Regions from separate parts of the Mus musculus genome. Here region 2 is linked to region 1. Evidence: chromatin contacts called from public promoter capture Hi-C data. All regions are on one chromosome and are shown on one strand. Each heading gives the region's core, a stretch centred on a gene start, on an enhancer-like site or on the middle of the called end of the contact. The rest is flanking DNA. Distances are from core to core; before and after follow the strand shown.

What was found. Capture Hi-C pulls out chosen DNA fragments and counts their contacts.
Region 2: a contact with region 1 is called in a promoter capture Hi-C map of liver. The contact joins two enhancer-like sites. A contact is called at or near these places in 1 of 15 datasets of contacts at CTCF or cohesin (large pre-B cells), 1 of 115 datasets of contacts at active chromatin or transcription factors (fibro-adipogenic progenitors) and 3 of 9 other capture datasets (adipose tissue, liver and pancreatic islet).

The regions. Positions count from the first base shown.
Region 1 is chr14:30,731,669-30,738,174 of GRCm38.p6, reverse strand. The region is part of intron 1 of Sfmbt1 (Scm-like with four mbt domains 1); the gene reads right to left. Among named protein-coding and RNA genes, the nearest start is that of Sfmbt1, 19 kb to the right of the region's middle. Within about 2 kb of position 3,319, at least 7 of the 459 cell types and tissues checked have an H3K27ac peak or open chromatin away from gene starts, as enhancers often do. A contact at or near this core is called in liver, where this site is marked.
Region 2 is chr14:30,866,515-30,873,020 of GRCm38.p6, reverse strand. It overlaps Stimate (STIM activating enhancer), which reads right to left. Exons shown (of 8, transcript NM_028839.4): 4 at 6,277-6,398; 5 at 2,158-2,270; 6 at 1,463-1,540; 7 at 322-471. Among named protein-coding and RNA genes, the nearest start is that of Mustn1, 9.5 kb to the left of the region's middle. Within about 2 kb of position 2,605, at least 67 of the 459 cell types and tissues checked have an H3K27ac peak or open chromatin away from gene starts, as enhancers often do. A contact at or near this core is called in liver, where this site is marked.

The DNA of each region.
Region 1 (6,506 bases), core at 2,070-4,569:
ATAGCTGGTAGAAGAATTGGAGAGGCCATCAAAGAGGCCCTGTAAATTCCTTAGGTAGCATCTGGAAGCAATCTGATTGGCTCTCAGTCCTCTTGAAATACTATCAAGAGATGTCCCCAATTTTTTTTGTTTGTTGTTTTTTGAGACAGGGCTTCTCTGTAGCTGTGGCTGTCCTGGAACTCACTCTGTAGACCAGGCTGGCCTCGAACTCAGAAATATGCCTGCCTCTGCCTCCCAAGTGCTGGGATTAAAGGCGTGAGCCACCACACCCAGCAAGATGTCCCCAATTTATGTACACACACACACACACACACACACACACCTGCTGTGTAAACATTGTACGGCACAACTTGCCAGGTTGCCCTGTTCATAAGTCTTTCAAAGTACAAAAAAACTAGATTAACCCTAAACAGCTGCTTATGGTAGCTAATCTCAATTGTCAACTTGATGAATCCTCAATCAACTGAAAAGCTTCTGCATACCTGTGAGAGATTAGGTTGATTAGGTTAATTCAAGTGAGATAACCAACCCACTATGGGTCTCACCATTCATTCCCAGGGGTTCTGGGCTGTATAAAAGGAGAGCTGAGCACCAATGTGCATCAGTCTGCTTCACACTGTAAGTGCCAATGTGACCAGGTCCTTCAACCTCCTGATGCCAAGACCGTCCCACCGAGACTGAACAAACCTATTAACCCATGAGCCAAAATAAACCACTTTGTCCCTTACACTGTTTTTATCAGGGTATTTGGTGACAACTGGAAAAGTAACCAATATACTGCTAATATCCACGTTTCTTTTGCACAGAACATTTCTAGAAATTTTGTAATACTTGGATTTTGGGTATAGTTGTCTTAAGTCCAGTGCTCTAACATTCTTTTGTCTACCTTCATGAGTTAAAACAAAAGTTGCTAGAACAACAAAATAAATGTCAAAAAGAAGGCCACAGAAGAATGAGAACACTTTGAATGAGAAGATCTGGCACAGGGAAAGGGACCTATAGGGTCTAGTAAGCAGCCAAAAATGACTGTGGACTTCTGATCCTCCAGGCTCCATCTCTTAAATTCTGGTATTACAAACGTGTACCCATTGTGCTCCATTTATATGGTGCTAGGAATCAAAGACATGGTAGGCAAGAACTCTAACAATAAGCTATAGCCCCAGCACCCTCCCCCAGCCCTCTAAAAAAAAAAACAGTTTTTAGAAAAGCATTTTATTTTTGGATTTTTAATTGAAAAAAATTTATATAATATATTCAGATCATGGATTCTCCTCCCCAAACTGCTCCCAGACCCTCTCCACCTCCTACCCACCCAACTCCATGCCCTTTAAACAGGCAAACAAAACAAAATTTTAAAAAGACAAAAAAAGAAATGTAAGCAGACACACACACACCCCACCCTAGACCCATAAAAACACAAAATTGGAAGCCATGATATATAAGCAAAAGACTAGTAAGAAAAAATGCTCAAGCAAAGTCATATGTGACAAAAATCTAACAACATCATTGTCTGTTTTGTGCAGGGCTATCTACTGCTGGCATGGGGCCTATCCCTAAATGTGGTTAATATACCCAGTGTGATCCCACTAGAGGAAACTAACTTTCCTTTGTAATTCTAGCACTCCTATGGTAAAACAGGAAGCAGACCCAGAAGAATCACCTTCAGGCTTACCAGTCAACTAACCTGGAGTACACAGCATAGCAGAAACAATAAAGACCAGTCACATTTCATGCGAATATGAGATGCTTATCTTTAATAGTAAATGGTTTCCTGTAACATTTTCTTTGTAAGCTAACTACAAATTCTAAAATTACTGGAGTCCAATTTTCCTAAATTTGCCCCAATCAATCCCATCCAGTAAAACACTAAAGATCAACATACATACACAAATGCGTGCATGCCTTTCCCTATTTACGGAAGATGGGGAAGGAAAACAATAACCAACAAAGCCTAATGCCTATAAGGTCCTCTTGTGCCCCAGTAGCTGTCTCCCTGTCTAAGAGATCACAGGTTCTCCCCAGATGCAGGCCTAGAGCAGGTATTTATTAACAATGGTGAAAGGCAAGTGGAGCAACAGACTTGTTTCTGAAGCTGCCATCCTGCAAGGGACATGCTCTCAGCAGTCACCCCAGGGCAATGCAAGTGAGCGTCCTCCACTCCACTCCCACGCTGAGCCTGAGAACTAGGTGCTTCTTCATAACTCCTCCTCCCTCAAAACACAGCAAACGGCCTGGTGCTCAGTCCTGAAGGTTCTGCTGAGAGCAAAATACACTGCAAATATCTGAAGAGGCTCAGCTTTCTTGGGAAAATGGACATTATAAATTACTATGACTTTTTAAGGTTTTTTTTTATTTGTGTTTTTTTCAAGACAGGGTTTTTCTGTATAGCCCTGGCTGTCCTGGAACTCACTCTGTAGACCAGGTAGGCCTTGAACTCAGAAATCCGCCTGCCTCTGCCTCCCAAGTGCTGGGATTAAAGGCATGCACCACCACGCCCAGCAGTATTTTTAATTTTTTTATGTGTATGTGTGTTTTGCTTGCATAGACCTCTGTGCACAATGTGCATACACAGTGTCTGCAGAGACCAGAATAGAGTATCAGATCTCCTAGAACTGGAGTTACAGTCAGCTGTAAGCCACCATGTGGGTGCTGGGAATTGAGCCTGGGTCCTCTGGAAGAGCAACCAGTGCTTTTAATTTTTACTACTGTAATTTTTAGAAGTGACATTGGGGAAAGGAACCTTGCTAACCTAAAACATTAATCAAATAAGCCCTGTATCATGCTGTAATGAGTTCACTCCCAGAGTGAGACTATCTTGAAAGAAAGAGGAAAGGAAGGAGAGAGGAAGAAAAAAAAAACTGCAAGCAACAAAACATGGCAAGATACTGGCTTCTCACCTTTAAAACCAAAACAAGCCTCGAAATTGCTTGTTGTCCACATACCTCCACTTAACATGCATATATGTCCAGACATTCTTCTCAGTACTAGGAGGCCATGATGAATTCTGTCTTCCCAACAGCCTTTACCATCTTCACCAGAGCAGCTGTGCTAACTGCAAAAGACCCTCACCTGAGATTCCAGCCACTTATGCCTAAACCTCCATTCCAGCTGTATGTTGACTTTGTATAAGCTGCAGATAGTCTCAGGAGGCCATAGAGTATACAGTGCCTGAAACACGCAGCCATGAAGAAGTCACCATAATGGGATGAGACCTAGCGATACTGCTGCTTTGGCGTTACCTACAGTCCTGTACGTAACCCCTCACCCCTCTGAGCTCACCAAGCTGGACTCTGGTGGAAGTGTTACTCAGACTGTCCTTGGTGTCTGACCTGGGGAGAACCGGTGTTTGCTTTTATCACCCCAGGAAAAGCAACAAAGACAAACACAGCTCTTGTCTACATGGATTTCCCAACAGTAAATACAAGCAACAGTGAATTAGAGAACATACTTCTATTTCTCCAACAAGGAACAGTATGTAAAGTATTCTTATATGCATCAGTTTTAGTATTTATTAAGTATGTTTTAAAGTCTTACAATGAACTAAAACTAGCTAAAAACAAGAGCACGTCATGTAGGAATAAGCATCATAAATAAAACCGTGACAGGAAAGGAGCACCTAGCATGAAGGTAATAACAGTCAGGACTGAGTAAGACAATGGAGCTGACCCTCGCTCGCCATCAAAGGTCACTAGGTCCAAGGCACTTGAGAGGCACAAATGGTCCATGCGGAAGGAGTGTGGGACAACCGAAAATGGCAGAAGTGGGCAAGGAAGCAATCACAAGGGCAGTGCTGGCCACATGGGAGTTTAGATTGGTTTTCATCCTCACGGAAGGCTCCCGAGTATGGGAATGACAAAATGAGATCTGAGCAAACAATTGTTTCACATTTACAGGAAATTTACATTTTTAAATAAAAATAACTTTACAAATGCTGTCCCAGCCTAGCGTTTCTGTGTCTTCAGTTTTTATCTTTAGTAATTTATCTAGTATCTGTTTGAGGTAAATTCTGTGTATGGTATTGAAGAGAAATAACAAAACTTTAATCCCAGCATTTGGGAGGCAGAAGCAGGTGGATTTCTGAGTTCAAGGTCAGCCGGGTCTACAGAGTGAGTTCCAGGACAGCCAGGGCTACACAGAGAAACCCTGACTTGAAAAAACCAAAAAAAAAAAAAAAAAAAAAAAACAACCCAAGTCTCTAACCTTGAGCTCATAGAGCCAGGGGAGGGTTGACAAATAATTAGAACTGTAATATAAGAAGAGTATGTACATGGTGGCCCATGCCTTTAATCCCAGCACTCAGGAGGCAGAGACAGGCGGATTTCTGAGTTCAAGGCCAGTCTGTTCTACAAAGTGAGTTCCAGGACAGCCAGGGCTACACAGAGAAACCCTGTCTGGGGGTGGGGGGGAGTATGTAGACTGCTGTGTGTGCCAGGAGAAAAGGTGATTGATACAGCCTCAAGGAGTCCAAAAATGAAGCTCTGGCCTTATAAAGCAAGCAGGGACTTGGCTGATGGAGAATTCCTCTAAGTGCTACCTTCAAACCACTGGTGATATAAAAGAAAATCCAGATACTACTGAAAACTCTTCCTTTACAGCAGTTATAGAAGATTATTGAAGTGGAATGGGGAAAAAGAGTTAATACATAAAACTTGCAACTGTGGTGTCACGGGTATTAATGATTAGAACAGTTTTGGTTTTTGGTTTATTCATTTGTTTTGTTTTGAAGAAGAACAAAAACAACTCTAATAATCTGGTAGGGTGTTCTGGTAGAAGTGTTTACATGTACTATGTTCATTAAAATCTACTACCTGTGCCAGGCATGGTGGCACACACCTTTAGTCCCAGCACTGGAGGCAGAGTCACCTGGATCTCTGTTGCGTTTGAGACCTGGTCTACAGAGCAGGTTCCAGAACTACACAGAGAAACCTTGTCTCAAAAAACATCTTTAAGTAAAACCTAACAATGTACCTCAGAATCTTAAACAAAAATAAGCCAGGCCCCAAAATTAGAGATAATAAATTCCACAAATGAAATGGTGACAAAAGGACAGAAGGGATGATACTCCTCCTAAATGTCAGGAAAACAGAGTTGGTTCTCTGAAAAAATAATGAGGTAGAGAAATGCTGAACCCAAGAATGCACAGACCCAAATTAATAAAGTTAATTAATGACGTGAAATTCAGGGGATCAATAAATAATACTCTGAAAAAGGAATTGCAATAAATTGGAAAATAAAGAAACAGACTAATTTCTAGATACCCATGACCTAACAAAATGAAACCATGAGGATATATATTAAAAAAAAAAAAAAAAAAAAAAAAACCTAATCAGATCTATAATGAGTAGTAATACTGAAGTGGTAATAAAGGATAAAATAACATTACTGCTCCTCAAATTATTCTCAAAAGCAAACAGGCTAATCTTGGCTGTCAACTTGACTACATCTGGAATCAACTAAAACTCAAGCATTTGAGGTGAGAAGATTGACCCAAACCTGGGCCACACCTTCTAGTGGCAGCCTACATAAAAGGACTTACTACAAGAAAATTTTTGCTTTGGCCTGCTTTCCCTCACTCTAACTAGCTAATCTGTCTATCTTCCAGCTAAAGCAGTCTTTAAGGATACTAAAACCTTTTTCTTCTGGATTCCAACACATACTGAAGACCAGCTGAGACATCCAGCCTCCTGGACTGAACTACCACCATATTCTTGTCCTTCTAGTGAGAAAACAGCCATTATTGGACTAACTGGACCACAGCCTGTAAGCCATTCTAATAAATCCTGTGTGTGTGTGTGTGTGTGTGTGTGTGTGTGTGTGTGTGTGTTTGTGCATGCGCCTGCTCCCTGTTCAAAATACATGGAGTAGTATAACAGAACAAGGGCAAAATTAGCATCGTCATCACAACAGATGCAGAAAGCTGTTTAACAAAGTTCAACACACCCTTTTATGATAACTCCAAAGAAACTAAGGACTGAAGAGCCATAATATAGACTATAGCCAATTACAGTAGTCAACACAAACAGACAAAACTGAAACTGTTTCTAGTCTAAAACAAAGAAGGGGCCAACTCTCATTATTCAGTACAGTGCTTAAAATCTTGGCCAAAAGCCAGGTGAAAGATAAAAAAGAAGACAAGAATTATCGCTTTTGCAGACGATATGATTTTATTCTTAGAAGGGCCTAAAGTCTTCTACAACACTCTTATAAACACATTTAGTAAAGTAGCAGGATGTATCAGTGGCTTTTGTATACACTAATAACAAAATTGCTGAGAAAAAAATTAAACAATCCTAGTCACAAAAGCTTTTAAAAAAATTAAATCTAGAAATAAACCTACCCAGAGAAGTGAAACATATACAATGAAAGAGTTTTTTAAAAGAAGAAAAATAATGAATTCATTAAAAGATGAAAGAAAATCTCAGGTCACAGATCAGGAGAATTGCTAAAATGGTCATAAAAACACCATCTACAGATTCAATGTACTCAACATCCAGAGTCCAACGGCA
Region 2 (6,506 bases), core at 1,356-3,855, 140 kb before region 1:
TGTTCATGAAGAACAGGGCTCCAAGTACTTTAACGCTCCCCTGGAGTAAGGCAGATTTCACCTTACCTAGCTGTCTCCACCGCTGCCGCAGCAATGGTCTATAGCAAATCTACATACTACGTCCTTTTGGCTTGAGACAGCACATGTAACAGCAGATGTTGGGCTCACGCTAATGAGGCTCTGAGCGACCTGAGCTATTCTTTAGCTCAGCTTCTTCCTTCCCTCTGACTGGCACTGCGAATTCAGGTACAAACTTAAGAGCAGAGACCCCCAGAGCCCAAGGTATAATGGCCACGCCCTTGGGGAGAGTCAGGCTCATACCTCAGACTCAGACTCCTCATGGGATGCTGCCCTTCGGTAGCGAACCTTGCTCCCATTCCTTGAGTCCTGGTTGGCTCCTCTTTCTTCTAGTTTAGCTTTCGTCTTCCCCTTTCTCATGAGGAAATTGTCCACTACCCAGAACATGAAAGCCTGTGGGAAGAGAAAGGTGTAGGTCGCTCTGGATAAATCAGAACAAAGCAAGCAGAAGGCTGCATACCCACCCCTTCCACAGACAAAAGAGAAGCCGCACTCAGCCCTGACGTCTCCCAGAACATCCAAGAGAAACAGCGGCTCTCTTTCACTTGCTGTACTTTTATGATCAGAGGACAGCAGGGTAATTCTTGCTGTGGTCAATTATGGGTTTATTGTTGGGTTAAATGACAGGCAGCCCAGAGGCAGGCATGGTGCCGCACGCACACCCTGCATCACAGCACTGTGGAGGCAGAGACAGACTCATTTGTGTTTGAGGGCAGCATAGTCTACTCTAGTGAGTTCAAGGACAGCCAGGGCTGTGTAGAGAGACCCTGACTCCAAAATCCAAACCAAACCAAACCAAACCCAAAACCAAAAAACAAACAAAAAAACCCCAAAAACCAAAAAAAAAAAAACCCAAAACACCCAACAAACAAACAAACCAGGCAGCCTGTTTCGGGCCAAGAACCCCAGTCTCTGCCCGTTTTGAGCCTCATGGGTCCTTCACAGGTGGCGACACTGCTGCTTCAGGGAGCCCCCGATTCCTTTAGCGCTCTACATCACTGGTTCTCCACATGAGGCCACTATGCTCAAGAGCTTCTCTGAGGTCTATACTCAATAGCAAATACCTGGAGAACGCTTTGACCCTGTTCTAGAAGTCACACACTTCACCCACAGGCTGGGATCTCTCAGCAAAGTGGCCTATCAGGGAAGGCAAGTCATAGTTCCTAGGATCCTCTGCCTGAAATAGGGGCCCTAGAATGGATACCTGATTTCTGAGGAAGGACTCCTACCAAGTTCAATACTGGTTAGGGGACGGACTAGCTACACAGATAGAAAGGATTGTCTGAGGCTGTAAAGGTGACTTTTGTGTCACACTCAGAGTGTTGAACAGGAAACCTTAGTGGCAGGGTACAAGCTAGGATAAGACACTCAACAAGGCACTGACATTGACAAAGAAGGGGACTATCAGCATGACGATGGCCAGCTTCAGGTCGGGGTTTTCAATTGGATTCAATAGGGCCACCTGCAGAGAGAAACAGACACAGTGAGGAGACCACAGGGGCAGCACACAGGAGACTCAGACACTTCCCAAGAGCCACTGGAACAGCCCCTCACACCCATGGCTGCACAGACCCTAGATCTGACTGTTGGTAAGGACGGGTCAGAGCTGCTCTGGGCCACTGGCTCTGGGGCAGCTTCCCCTGTGGACCCGAGGGCCATGGGCTTACCCAGGTATTAGCATGTAGGAGAGTAAAGACCTCAGAAACTGCTTGTGGCTTCAGCTGAACTAGCAGACACGAGTGTGAAGGACATTTACCAGTGAGACACATTCACAGTTACCAAGTCTGCAGACTGAGCAGACCAAGCAACACAGCAGAGGGGGCTGGATCTCCATTAGGCTTACACATCCCCAGGTTTCATCTAGAGAAGATGTGTGTTTACACCAAGTGCACGAACACCAAGGACAAGAATGACAAACTAACGCTCTTATAATCAGCTGCTACGTCGGACCAGACCCAGGACTCACGCATGGAGCTAAAACAGAAACCAGCAGGCCGGGCGGATGCCAGGGCTGGGGATGACGGGGCTGTCGTTTAACTCGGCTTAGCACAGAGCGCAGGAGCAGGGATGGAGGCAAACCTTTTTCCACTGGAGTATGAGGAGGACGATGAAGACCACGGACTTTTCAAAGATCATGATCACGATGTAGAGGGCGCACTGTCCTACCCAGGCCCCGCACTGCAGAGGGTCTCCTGCAGGGACAGGCAGGTGCTTAGCCACACACACCAGGATCTGAGTAGTACAACACCACCACCCAAGCCCTTTGCAGCTCATTACGAGCCCTCATGCCCCTAGCTGGATCCCAGAACCCTGGCTCTAAGGTACTTTATGAGTCTCTAAAGCTCTACAAATCACCTCATTTCTAAAAGAGGCAGCCCTCTGAATAAAGCCAGAATTCCTAATTTGGACATACCAGAATGTTTTTCTTAGGAAAAAAAAAATTCTAGGATAGAGTTAAGGGGAACTAAACTTAGCGCTCACTGCTGGCTCTGTCCACTGGCAGCAGCAGCTGGGTTAAGCAAGAGTGCTATTTTATCTGCAGTTGATTTTTCCAGCGACTGCTGCTAACCCCCTTTTCTCCGACGCTGTGCCTATAACTGCAGTAATCAACTTCTTTGTCCATTTCCTCCTTCCGGCCGCCCCATCCCCCAATCTCCCTGCGGTTCTTAGCCCTGGGTACATCAGACTGATCCAGAGAGCCTCAGAGTCCACAAACTCACGCAAAAGAACCACAAGTTAATGGTTCCCAGGGCTTTTTCATAGAATTAACCAAACACAAATTTGGGAGCAACCTAATTCATTTTGGGGGGCCATGTAACACCTTGGCTAGGAGAAAGAGATCGAAGCCTTTAAGACAGGATGTGGCAGATACGGCCTGAGGCCAGCGGCTACAGCACAGGCTGTCAGTGGGTATGGTTAAGAAGTGCTCAGGAGGGCTCCAACAGTCCAAAATGGGGACCACCTGGACCCTGCAGTGCCTCTAGGGTACGTCAGAAACAGACTCATTGAAGGGTGGGACCAGCCTCTCTAGAGAATGATCGAATGACACGCAGAATCTTAGGCCAGGCCTCCACAGAGTGGGAGAGGGTGGCAGGGCCTTGTCCTGAAAGCTCAGCCAGGGTGACCTGCACTCCACGGACCAGAACAGCAACAAAGTGACATTTCAGGAAGGCCGTGAGAAGAGGACCTGGTCCGGAGAGACATCTCCAGGCACCCATGCTGTAGGCGGCATCCCTGTCTGGGGCCGCAGGCCGAACACAGTGGAGGCAGGTGAATGCCTTTCCACAGCTGTAATGGACCACCAGCAGAACACGCCCCTTCCTCTTCTGGACAATGGCAGGAGAAGGGCGGCAAGCATGCAGCAGCACACTGAGTGCCTAACCTAAGGCCTGACCCTTTGCTCCACCTCCAGGGCAGGGCATGTAAGCCTCAGCGGAGCACCTGGAAGTCACTCTTCCTGGCAAGGCCTAGCAGGAGTTTCCCAATGCTTTTGGTAAACCACCTGATCTTACTGAGAACAGGAGAGGAAACTGCTTGCTCAACTCCCAGGCAAGAACAGTGATCCCCATCTAGGAAGTACCACTGGGAAGTGTCTGAGAAGGACTGGGGTATCTGGGAAAGAGCAGACAAAGGACACCATTTGTTCACTGTTGTGAGGACATTCACTTGCTCAGTGTGCACTCACTCCATTGCCTAGAACGGAGGCTGTGAGTAACGGAGAAGACAGACATCAGTTTCCTCTTCTTTCTCAGTTTGTACAGTGCAGCTTCCACGGCCTGTTGTTGTTTTATACTAAAATAAAAATGTTGAAAACCACCCACGAGAGATAAAAGTGCCCGTGTCTAGCTGATATACCCTCGCTTTCGGTGTACCAGGCCACAGGTCACTGGAGGCGGACTGAGTGGACATGTGACAGTTTGTTTGATTATTTCTGTTCCCTTGACAGTCTTTCAAATGCTCCCTGAAGTTCTGTCTAGAGGACAAATACGGTCAGTAAGCATGCCAGTGTGCCCTGTTTTCTACTGTATGTAGTGGGCAACCTCAGGGACATGGTTTGTTCCGGTAAATTATTCTCGCAGGCTGTTATGGGAATAGGGGCCAAAAGGAAGGAACACGTGTGTGCTGAGAAGCCTCTGGAAGGGAGCACGTGGATGAGCCGGCAGGAAAGCCTATGATATACTGTGCCACTGAACACTATCCTGTCTTCAGGGCAAGAGAAACTTGGTCATCAGACTACAGATCTCACCTGTGACTCAAAAACCGTTCACCCCTCAAACCAAACAACAGTGCTTATGTTTCAAGTCCCATGACTTCTCCTAGGAACCCAACATGCTATCTTGAGAGCAACCCCTTCTTCTTTATTTCCCTGAGAGCTGTGAGGCCTACATGGAGTTCCTAGTGTAGAAGGCAGAATAATGGTCCTGCAAAGATGTCCACATCCCAATCTCTGGAACCCATGCTATGTACTGTGACCCAGGCAAGGGGAATTCTGGCTGTTAATGGAATTAGGGTTTCTATTCAGACTTTAAATGGAGCATCTGGAGTGTCCAGACGCACTCAGGGTAAGCACAGGGCCACTTCAAGGTGGAAGGTCAGAATGTTATACCTTGAGAACTTGGCTGCTGGCTTTGAAGGCAGAGGGAGAGAATCATAAGCCAGGGACCCAGACAGAACTAGAGGCTGGACAAGGCAACCGAACAACATCTGCATCACTTCTAGAATGACGCAGCCCTAATGCTGCCTTCGTGTTTACCCAATAGAACTGCGTTGGACTTTTGAAGGGACCACAGATAAATCCATTTGGGTTGTCTTAAGTCACTAAGCTTGTGTTGATTTCTTACAGCAGTGCAGAACAACAACCAACAACTACGATGCCGCAGGCAGCAGGGAGACAGTCCAGGGAATGAGGACTTGGGGTGGCCCTTGACAAAGGGATGTTTTCTCTGGAGACACTTGAGGACTCTGGTTCCCAACACCAGTGACTAGTTTAAGGGGTTGGGCCAAGAGGACAGGGCTCACACAAAGCTACTGCCTTTTTCCCTTCTTTCCATCCTTGGGGAGGAGGCAGATAAAACTTGCTTGAGAACTGGTGGTGTAGGGGACCAGACCGGACCCCTGTTCTCAGTCAACCGATACAGTGTCAGCTACTGTGTATCTGACAGCTCTGCCTTCCACACAGGGATCTCTATAGCTGAGGTGCAGGTAAGCAGTGCTGGTGGAGGTCCTGGAAGTTTTTAGGACCCCTGATGCAGAGGACACAGAGCTCACAAACATGTCCTGACCAGGTACGTCACTTAACTCCTAGTTGCCTGTTTTATAAATGAGAATGATGTCAGACTGGTCCACATGTGCTGTGGCCATTTCTGTCCCGCAAGCTGAGAACTCTATGGGTTTGGACATCTTAGAAGCCTCCTTCCCTTGAGTCCTGAGGCACATGCTATGTTGGGCCCTATCTTAAGTCACTGACTCACTGGCATCAAGTAACAGGCTAAGAAAAGCCCTCCCCTGAACTCATACTCCCTCACTGAAGACAAACAATTACTTAAGATTTCTAGAAATACCCAAGGCACTCCCCAGCCAGCTCCAGCAATCATGTGCCCTTTTAAACTGTCATTCTCTCAGAGGTCTTCAACCACCTAGAAGACAGTAGGTCTCTGGGCCCAGAGCCATGGCATGGAAGGAGTGTGGATCCAGATTGTACACACTTGTCCTGGCGCCCTCTTGTGGTGAGCTCCTAACACTGCTCCTTACGAGTAGCTCCTCACCAGGATCTCCTCACTAGGCAAACGTTCTAGCAGAGTAATCGGGTGACAGGACAATCGCAGGATGGTAGTGGAAAGAGGGACAGGCTTTCACCTCACTGTGGACAGCCTTCCCAAACAACAGCTGCTCCCATCTATCTGATGTGGTGGGCAGGGGACATGAACTCTTTGGGAAGCTCAGCAGGACGAGGTGGCCCTGCAGTCCTGCATGTGGGACCAAGTGCCTCTGGGGGAAGGGCTGTCTCCTGGCTTCTGCAATTCTTTTCCCCCACAATGGAGATCTTGGCAGTGAAATACTTGCTCCCAGCTCCTAGGAAAGTGAGTCTCAAGCCCTAAAGTGAACTTCTCTGTGTCCACACAAGAAGACAGTGAACAGCCCAAATCCTCCTGACTTCAGAGTCCCCAGCAGGCCCTACCCAGTGTCCCTGGACATTACCATATTCTCCAAAACGCAGGGATTCCCACTGCTGCCACTCCACCAAGACACCGACGGCGCGTACGCCCACATAAATGAGCAGCATGCCTACAGTGGCGTCCAGAAGAAAGTTGATGAGGTACCTAGAAAGAGAGGCCATACCAGCATGGTCAGGGAATAAAGCCACTAAGCTGTGGCCTCACTGTGGCACTTACCAGGGTCCCAGATGAAGGCTAACAGACCCAGCCTAT